Regions from separate parts of the Zea mays genome. Here region 1 is linked to region 2. A link is a contact called in public Hi-C data. All regions are on one chromosome and are shown on one strand. Each heading gives the region's core, a stretch centred on a gene start, on an enhancer-like site or on the middle of the called end of the contact. The rest is flanking DNA. Distances are from core to core; before and after follow the strand shown.

What was found. Hi-C and Micro-C count contacts between places; a contact is called where the count stands out from the background.
Region 1: a contact with region 2 is called in a Hi-C map of endosperm, with 1.7 times the contacts expected there. The contact joins the promoter of LOC100191988 here to the promoter of LOC100285902 in region 2. A contact is called at or near these places in 3 of 25 Hi-C or Micro-C datasets (endosperm and leaf).

The regions. Positions count from the first base shown.
Region 1 is chr6:177,923,554-177,928,179 of Zm-B73-REFERENCE-NAM-5.0, forward strand. LOC100191988 (root hair specific 17) reads left to right here and starts at 1,742. Exons shown (of 11, transcript NM_001176452.1): 1 at 1,742-2,091; 2 at 2,410-2,512; 3 at 2,622-2,760; 4 at 3,721-3,802; 5 at 3,878-3,954; 6 at 4,045-4,157.
Region 2 is chr6:177,666,329-177,670,540 of Zm-B73-REFERENCE-NAM-5.0, forward strand. It overlaps LOC100285902, which reads left to right and starts at 1,653. Exons shown (of 1, transcript NM_001158791.2): 1 at 1,653-3,119. The coding sequence starts at 2,000. The coding sequence ends at 2,728.

The DNA of each region.
Region 1 (4,626 bases), core at 492-2,991, 260 kb after region 2:
AGAGCAGCCAGTTGACAGCCGCCAGCCTGGCGCACCGGACACTGTCCGGTGCACCTCCGGACACTGTCCGGTGCACCACCGGACAGTCCGGTGCACCCAGACTGCGCAGAGTCTTGGCCGCTTCGAGCCAAGCTTTTCCAATTGTATTTTCTTTGATTCTAGCACTTAGACAACCATGTTAGTACACAAAAACCAATGTACTAAGTCTAGAATCATACCTTTGTATTGATTTGCACCATATCCACCATTTGACATAGTTTATCATTTAAGCACTTGTGTTGGACACTAAATCACCAAAATACTTAGAAATGGCCCAAGGGCACATTTCCCTTTCAGAATCCACGGGTCAAATTGTCATCCCTAGGCACAGGGAGGATCGGCTGGAGACCTGGGAGCTTGACGGTGCGGAGCAGAGGACAGGGGGACACCTGTCAGCCGGTGTGGGCAGAATGAGGGGAGACAGAACCACGGAGTCAGACTACCCCTTACGTTTTTAATAAATAGTAGAGAATATATAGCAGAGATAGAGACAGAGGAGGGATAGAGATGTAGGTCTCAATTACCCTAATACTCCATTTGGACGTAGACATTGAAGCACAAAATTAGGAATTGGAATTGGCTTTTTTGAATTCTATTGTTTAGTTGCACATGGAATTTTGATTTGGAATCAGAGACCCAATTTTCTGGAATTGGACTATAACTAGAAACTTCCTCTCTCGGTACAGAGCGTCACCCCTTTGAACTGCATGGAATTAGACCCCACAATTCTAAACTCCAATTCAGTGACATCCAAATAATAGAATTAAAATTACATCTCATTTCAATACTATGACTAATTTAGTACTGAACCAAATTTAATTTCATACCCGCCAATATCGACATGTAAAAGAGCGTAACCCTAATGAGGCCGAGCGGTTCCTCGACTGTCGCCCAGGGCGGCCGTGACCGTATGTAGCAGTCTAGCCATAGTTTACCCAAAAGCACTGTTTGCACTGTTTTTCACTGTAGACTGCACTGTTCGCAAAATGTAGTTTGAATATGGGCATGAGGACGAGTAAATAGCTGGAGATAGTCGGTGAGCCCGTGAGTGGTGAGTCCCGTGAGGATGCTGAGGCGATCTCAAGGGTTCATCGGCTCCCTCACCCTATCGACCATACGGTGCCTTGACCAGACCCCCTCGCCTCCAACGGCACCCCCTCCCCCTCTCCCTCACGCCGATGAGAGACTCATTTCCCCCTAGAAAGGTAATCTCCCCTGTTCACTAATCAATGAAAATAATTGCGAAATTAATCATTTTCAAGTTTAATTAGCAGATAACAATGTGTATTACAGTAGTATAAATATGATAATTGATAATATTTTTTAAAACTCTGAAAACTGATATATAAAAAGCAAATAGCTCAGTTAAAGATTAAAGAGGAACTGAATAGAGAGAATGGTTGGAGAGGAGGAGAAATAGAGGAAGAATAATGGAACAATTGGATCTATACCATTAAAAGATCCAAACTTTAGATATATACCATGAACCCCACATGTCATTGACTCATGTGGACCCACATGTAAGTGAGATAATAATGGTATGGATCCAAAGTGGTGATCTTTTAATGGTATGGATCCAAATTTCCCAAGAATAATTGAAGAGAAGGTATTTAAATATGAATAGAAAGTGCGAACAGTGGATTTGGGAGAGGAATGGTGGGAGATAGCGCCGTACCCCGTGGTCAGCCGCCAGTGTTTCGCACTTTGCTATTCAGCTTCGTTCTTCACCGGTTCACCCTAGCCGCCACCCCAACCCCCAGCGACAGGGACCTTCGCCGCCAGGCCGCCCCCAATCCCTAGCGACTGCGAGCACCGTCGCCAGGCGCCGTGCAGCGAGCGTCGCCGCCTGGCGAAGTCGCGCGACTCGTGCCCTGCAGCGAGCGCCGCTGTCCCGCACCCACCGTCGAACGGCTGCCGATGCCCAACGCCCTGCAGCGAGTTGCGCCGTCGTCCGCTTCCTCTCGCTGGTAACCTCGTGTTTCGATTTGGACAGATTGCTCGTGACTTGGTGTTGCGCCGCCGACCGAGCCTCCTTCCCCTAAGTCCCTAACCGTAAGTCCTAAATCTTGGTGAGTTCTGTTCATGTGCATTTGAGCTTACGCATCTATGATACGCGCCTTAGGGATTGTGATCTGTGATTAGGGGTTGTGAAATTGAGATGCCATTTTAGGGATTGTGGAAGTGTGAACTGTGCCTTACTGAAATCGAGATGCCATTTGAGCAAGTTTTCAACTATTTTGTTGGATTGGCGAGGTTATGAGACCTTTCCAGATACTTTATATCCGAATTGTTGGAAAATTATATTATGCTGGTGTATTACCGAATTGTGTATTGTTTTTACCCTATAGCGTATTGAATTTTTTTTATTAGGCCTACCCTAGTCCACCACCTGCCGCAGCTCTCGCCTCCGTCAAGATCCGAACCCCTCGCACGCGGCACGACCAAATCCTAGACACCTGATCCCAATGCGCAGGTGAGCCGCCTGCTTCCAGCGGCAATCCGCCCCCAATTTATTTCCCGCTATTTTTTTAATTGTGGTCTACTTTGTGCTGCTGATTCGATTGGTTCGGCGAACCTCGCAGGGCCCTCGGCAGAGAGACGTTACTGCGCCGGCACCGTGGATCGGCACTGCTGTGGCTAGCTGTAACGGCACTGGTCACAGGCACCATCTGCCTCTGGTCGTCCTTCTCCGTTGGCCTCCTCAGCACCTACAGGGTCCAGGTGTGCTCGCGTCACTCATGCTTGTTTCTATAGTGATTTCGTTGTGCTGTTTGTTCTGCTTGCCACTGGAGAGAAGACCGATAGCAATGTCATGAGAGTTAAGAGTGAAAGGTGAGAGGCTATGGCTATGCAGGTGCTGGTGCTAACCAAGGTACTTTGCAAAGAAAATCTCTAATGGACCATCTAAAACGAACTATTCTGCAAAAATTGACATAATTGGGCAGTGTATATGCCTAAGCAATAAGCATGAATCATGTTGTTTGAAACGGATGGAAAAGTTGCTATAATATATATGTAACAAATACATACTCCTTGTTCAAGAGATTGTAAGCAAGATTGTAAACTGTATCCAACGCAGAAGCACCTAATATGGTTACAGAGTATTACTGATGGGCTTACCTGCAGACTGCAGTAAGTTGCGATAGTTCTTTCCAAAGTTGTGTGAGATCCAACTTCTCCATAACTATTATTTTGCTTAATCAGCACCCCCAAGGATGTAGCTTACTGTTCCTGTGAAAAACTGAGAAACATAAACAATTAGTTTACTGCATTATAGTAGACCTGTAAACATTGACGCAGGCCAGCAGGTTACGACATAAATGTAAGGGCATTTGTAAAATTGACAGTTGGCACATGATGTTTCATAACCTCAGTTTTGCTAGCTGTAGGCTGTTAGGGAAGTGATGCATCGATGCATCACTACTGTTTATTGATTCTGATGAAAAGACTGGAGTAAGGATTTGATACATAACTATTAAAATCAAGTCAGCACAACGTATGGATCTATGCATCATATAAGGAATAATGTTAAAAATAAATGGCCCAATTTGTCTGAGACAAATTTTTGGTGCATCACTGATTGAGTTATGCTATATGCATGGAATTGAATTGTATGTACAACATTTATTTGAATTTTCTATCAAACTATATCTTGTACTGATATCAGTGCTACTACTCAAGGATGTTGTTGCAAATGAGTTGTGGAGAACCGTAGATTCAAATGGTTGGAGAGCATCTTCTGCACCACGCATCTGTTGGCCTCGTAAGTTTATCCAGTCCTATGCCATTCTGAGTGATGGCAAAATGAAATTCTGAAATGCAATCTCTCTACTTGCAGCCCCACCAGCTGAATCTGAGAGCAATGGGTACTTGCGTGTCTGGTGCAACGGCGGCTTGACCCAACAACGCAGTGCAGTATGACTAATATAAAAAACTGTCTCTAAAGTAGCATAGTTAACCATGCAAGTTTTGTGTATTCATGGCAACATAGCTGAGAGATTTAAGATTACTTCTGCCTTGATTTTGTAGATATGTAATGCTGTTGTCGTAGCACGAATCATGAATGCTACACTAGTGCTGCCAGAGTTAGACACAAATTCATTTTGGCACGATGAGAGGTACGTCTGTCTGAAATGTCTATGATGCAGGAAGATCATTGCATGCAAAGTTACCACAAAACCTGTGCTCTTTATTATTCCTTCTGTTTGAGCAGTATTTTTTTCTTCCAACAAAGTAAAAGCAGCCCCCCCCCCCCCCCCAAAGTGCTTTTTATGCCTAATGTACTTGGTATTACCATAAGATATTGACATAATCCATGTGTTTTATGTAGTCATGTTGATTAACTTTGTAGAAGTATTTGGGTCCAGGTGATAGTAGATAATTAGCACTTCGTAACCACTAGTCAGGTTATTGGAAAGTAGCATACTTCTAGAATGCTGAAAAGGTGTCTATATAAATTAATTTATTAAAATTTGCAGGGTTAGAATTTGTTTGGAAAGATTAGTTTGTTAATTGTTATAGTAGGACTGTAGGAGGAACTTTTACAGTTAAGAATCTTAAGATGAGTTCATTGTTATAGGACTCTAG
Region 2 (4,212 bases), core at 403-2,902:
TGAACGTCTTTGGTGCATCCAAAGACAACAATCTCCTCCGATGCGGCGCGTCGGAGGGCGTCCTCCTTCAACGACCACCTTCGATCTGATGGCGTGATCGGTGGTGGAGGCGTCTTTGATCTGGCGACCTCGGGATCGTCCTCCGGTGACGAGCTATCTGATCCATGTTTACGCCATCAATGATTATGGTTTATGCCTGCTACTTACACTATTTATGCATTTTAGTGACGATTTTTACGATGATGAATACAATTTTTTTGTTTCCCATAAAATTGTCCCTAATTACCACGGGGGCTGTTAGTTGAACCCATATTAGATTTTTTTTATCAATGCTACATGGTGTATGTATTTATACGACTTTGTATAAGAATTTATGCCCGCTGTGAATCATGTCATCCTATTTTTTTTGCATGCGTGCAGTGAAAACAAAAATATCATCCAAAATTTACGCGCATGCAATGAAAACTCTCACGATCTACCATATATTTTTTGGATCTGAATAAGAATAGAAACCGCTTGCATTCGACTACCATAAAAAATATGATCGTGAATACAACGTGTCAGAGTTATCAACCTCTCTTATATGGCTCGGTATTTATGCACATAAGTGATGGGTTTTATGCTTAAAACTTAAGGTATTTACGCTCGAATTTAGAGATGTGTCTACCAGCGTACCACATGGCAATTTTTTATGTAGTGTTCTGTATTGCATAAATATCAAGATTGTGTATCATAATTAGTATCACTATATATTATAAACTGGTTTTAACGAGTTTAGTTGCATGGCTGTTAGAACGATAATATATTTATGGAGGAAATGCAACATTTAAAATAAGATTTTATTGTTTCCATGCATGCCAATAAATTTCCTTTCATCGCATATTTATGTCATCCTAAATTTATGCGCATGCAATAAAAAACATATTTTTACACAGTGTACCGACTTGCATAAATACATAGAACGTGTAGCATAATTAGTATCAGTAAATATCATAAATTGGTTCTAACGAGCCTAGTTTTATGTTTGTTGGAGCAATCTTATATTTATGGAGTCATCCAATTTTCGCGCGCATGCAATGGTAAAAGAATGTCATCTAAAATTTGGGCATGTGCACGTGGTCTAATAGCTGGACGAGTTTTTATGCTATCTTTATAAACTATTTACGTTATTTGCGTAAAAAACAGAATCGCAATTTATAGCAGGAGGTTAGTTGTTGGATCATGAATTTGCCTAATGCACGTGAGTTGACCTAGTACATAAGCGAGGGACGCACTTCACAGCCTGATGTGGGATGTAGTTAAACGTACTGGTGTGATTTAGTCAGGTCGAAAGTGGTCGATCAGTGTCTCCTCGAACATTTGGAAGGCAGAGTATATATAAGTGGTTAAAGTCAAAGACGTCCATACTGAGGACAGATTCAGATTCAGAGAGGGCGGACCGGACGCCTCGCTGTACGCCGTAGATACACGTCCCTAATCGGCTAATCCCGTAATCCGGGCCCGTGGGTACAGTGGCGGTGGCCGTAGCGGTACGTGCCGCGCTGCCCAATTCTCGCCGGCTGCATCATTAAAGTCTGGGGGCCCCGTGGCATGGGGACGGGACGGGTTCACCCACCCCTGCCGCTGTCGGCCGATGCATTGCACCGCGGACCGCCCTCGACTCGCCTCGCCGCAGGGGGTCACGGTCACGCCGCCTCCCTCCGCTGCCGGCCTGCTCAGCCTCCCTCCGCCGGTCCTTTCCCACGGTCCACACGCGATCAAAAGCGCAAAAGCCAACCCCGACGAAACGACGAGACGGATACGAGTGATAGACTGATAGCTAACGCTACCCACAGCAGCAACTATACCAGCCAGCGGACCCCGACGCCGCCCCAAGCCCCCAGCAGGCTGCAGCCCCTGCGACATAGTGGGGGAGCGGGTCTTCTTGAGCGGCGTCGCTCTCACGTACGGCGTCGGGTACTCGTCGCGGCGGCAGGGAGCTAGGGGCAGGCATGCGCTGATGGAATTCAGGGGCCAGGAGGAGGAGGAGCAGCCCGTCTCGGAGGAGATGGGCGCCAGCTCCGCGCCGTCGTCCGCCCCCACCCCCGCCCCGGGGAACCAGGACCACGCCGCCGAGGCGAGGTACCACGAGTGCCTGCGGAACCACGCGGCGGCGCTGGGCGGCCACGTCGTCGACGGCTGCGGGGAGTTCATGCCCGGGGACGGCGACAGTCTCAAGTGCGCCGCATGCGGCTGCCACCGCAGCTTCCACCGCAAGGACGACGCGCGCCGCCGCCACCACCAACTCATGCTCCCGGCGACCGCGACGTCCTCTCGCGTCCCGCTGCTCCTGCCTCCGCCCCACCCGCACTACGCGCCGCCGCCGTTCCCGTACCACGGCACGCCCAGCGGCGGCGGCGGCGGCACCGCCACCGAGTCGTCCAGCGAGGAGCGCGGCCCGCCGTCCGGGGCCGCCGCCGTGCAGGCGCAGGGCCACGTCCGGCGGAAGCGGTTCCGGACCAAGTTCACGCCGGAGCAGAAGGAGCAGATGCTGGCGTTCGCGGAGCGCCTCGGCTGGCGGTTGCAGAAGCAGGACGACGCGCTGGTGCAGCACTTCTGCGACCAGGTCGGCGTGCGCCGCCAGGTATTCAAGGTCTGGATGCACAACAACAAGCACACCGGCAGGAGGCAGCAGCCGCACCTGCCGCCGCCGCAGGGGCAGCAACAGCCCCAACAGCAGCCGAAGTAGCCACGGTGGGAGACAAGGCTCAGCAGTCAGCAGCACCATCACAGCCACGCCACCATTTGCTTAATCCCCCGCCTCATTTTTTTATGGGCTCCGAGAGGTGTGGGATTAAACAAGGGAAGTGAAGGAGGGCTCCTATCCTCTCTTCCCTTCCGTTTTTGGGTTTCACCTTATCCTTCATTTTTTGTAGTCACTTCTTTCACCATTGTCTTTTGCCTCACCATTCTTGTCTGCACATCTTTGATTTCTTCTGTTCCTAGTTCGGGGGATCAATTGGAAGGAGGAAGAGGCACTGTGCATGCTTCGTAGCTACATTCCTGCTACCTTGTTGCCATTTGACCCCCCCTCGGACAGCAAGATTAACCAATCTAATAAGATCTCTCTACTTTGCTCTGAAATTCTTCCGTATCTTCACTTAATCACTAGAGGGTGTAGCTGGTGGTCTCTCCTCCCTTCTAATATTGCAACATTTCCATTTAGTTAAGCTTGAAACCCAGCATAAACTAATGGCCATATAATGGTATGATAATCTTGAGTTCTCTTCTGCCAGTTGCTAATTAGAGAGTAGCAGCCAACATCTGTGGCTAGGATATTCTAGAGGAGAAAAGGCTGGATGGAATGCAGTGGAGATTGGAGAACAACGCTTGCATGCACGCCATTAGAGAGACGTACTCGGAGGTTGCATCAAATGCTCGTTGCTTTGTCTTTGCGCGTGCGTGTGTGTTTGCCATTCAATTGGAGGTGTACTTGCCTGCTGCAGTGCCTTAAGATTTAGACTGTACTTGGCTGTAGTTGCATCCCATTACTGCCATGCATGGAGGAGGGAGTGTCATTTTCCAGACCTGATTGATTCCATTAATGGAGGCCTGGAGCTCCATGTCAGTCTGGTCCGAGACGGGCGGCCGGCCGGTCACGTACTCACATGGCTGCTGTCGCATGCTTTACTCGCCTCTATCACTCTACCTTCCAGAAGCTAAAGGATTTTACAAGGATTTCGTTTCATCAAATCGTGAGGCCCATGCTGCAAGAGAGGAGGCCCATGCTGCAAGAGATGAGGCGGTTGAGAGGCAGATAAGGATGTAACGGCTGCGCTCCAAGAAAATTGCAATCCATGAAAGAGGAAGAAAAAAAAACGGATAATGAGAAACGTGGCATCACAGGATTTTGGTTCTCTGGTACCATTCGCTCCAGTTTCGCGCACGAGTCCGCAAATCTGGTTTCTTTTTGTCCTGTTTTATTCGAAAGCTAATCGCCAAATCTGGACAGCAGTTTTGCCAAACCAGTTGAAAAGGACATGGAGAACACATAGTACCACTAAACCTCCTACATCCAGATGTGATACTGGAATTTTTTTTTCTTCGACAACATACCCTACTGCGGCGGTACTATTAGGGAACAAGTTGTGGCATAGAAAAGTTACTGCTGTGGGGAAAAGAAAGTAGAGATATGTCTTCTTACTGATAATAATAGGCTGGGCCCCTCGCCCT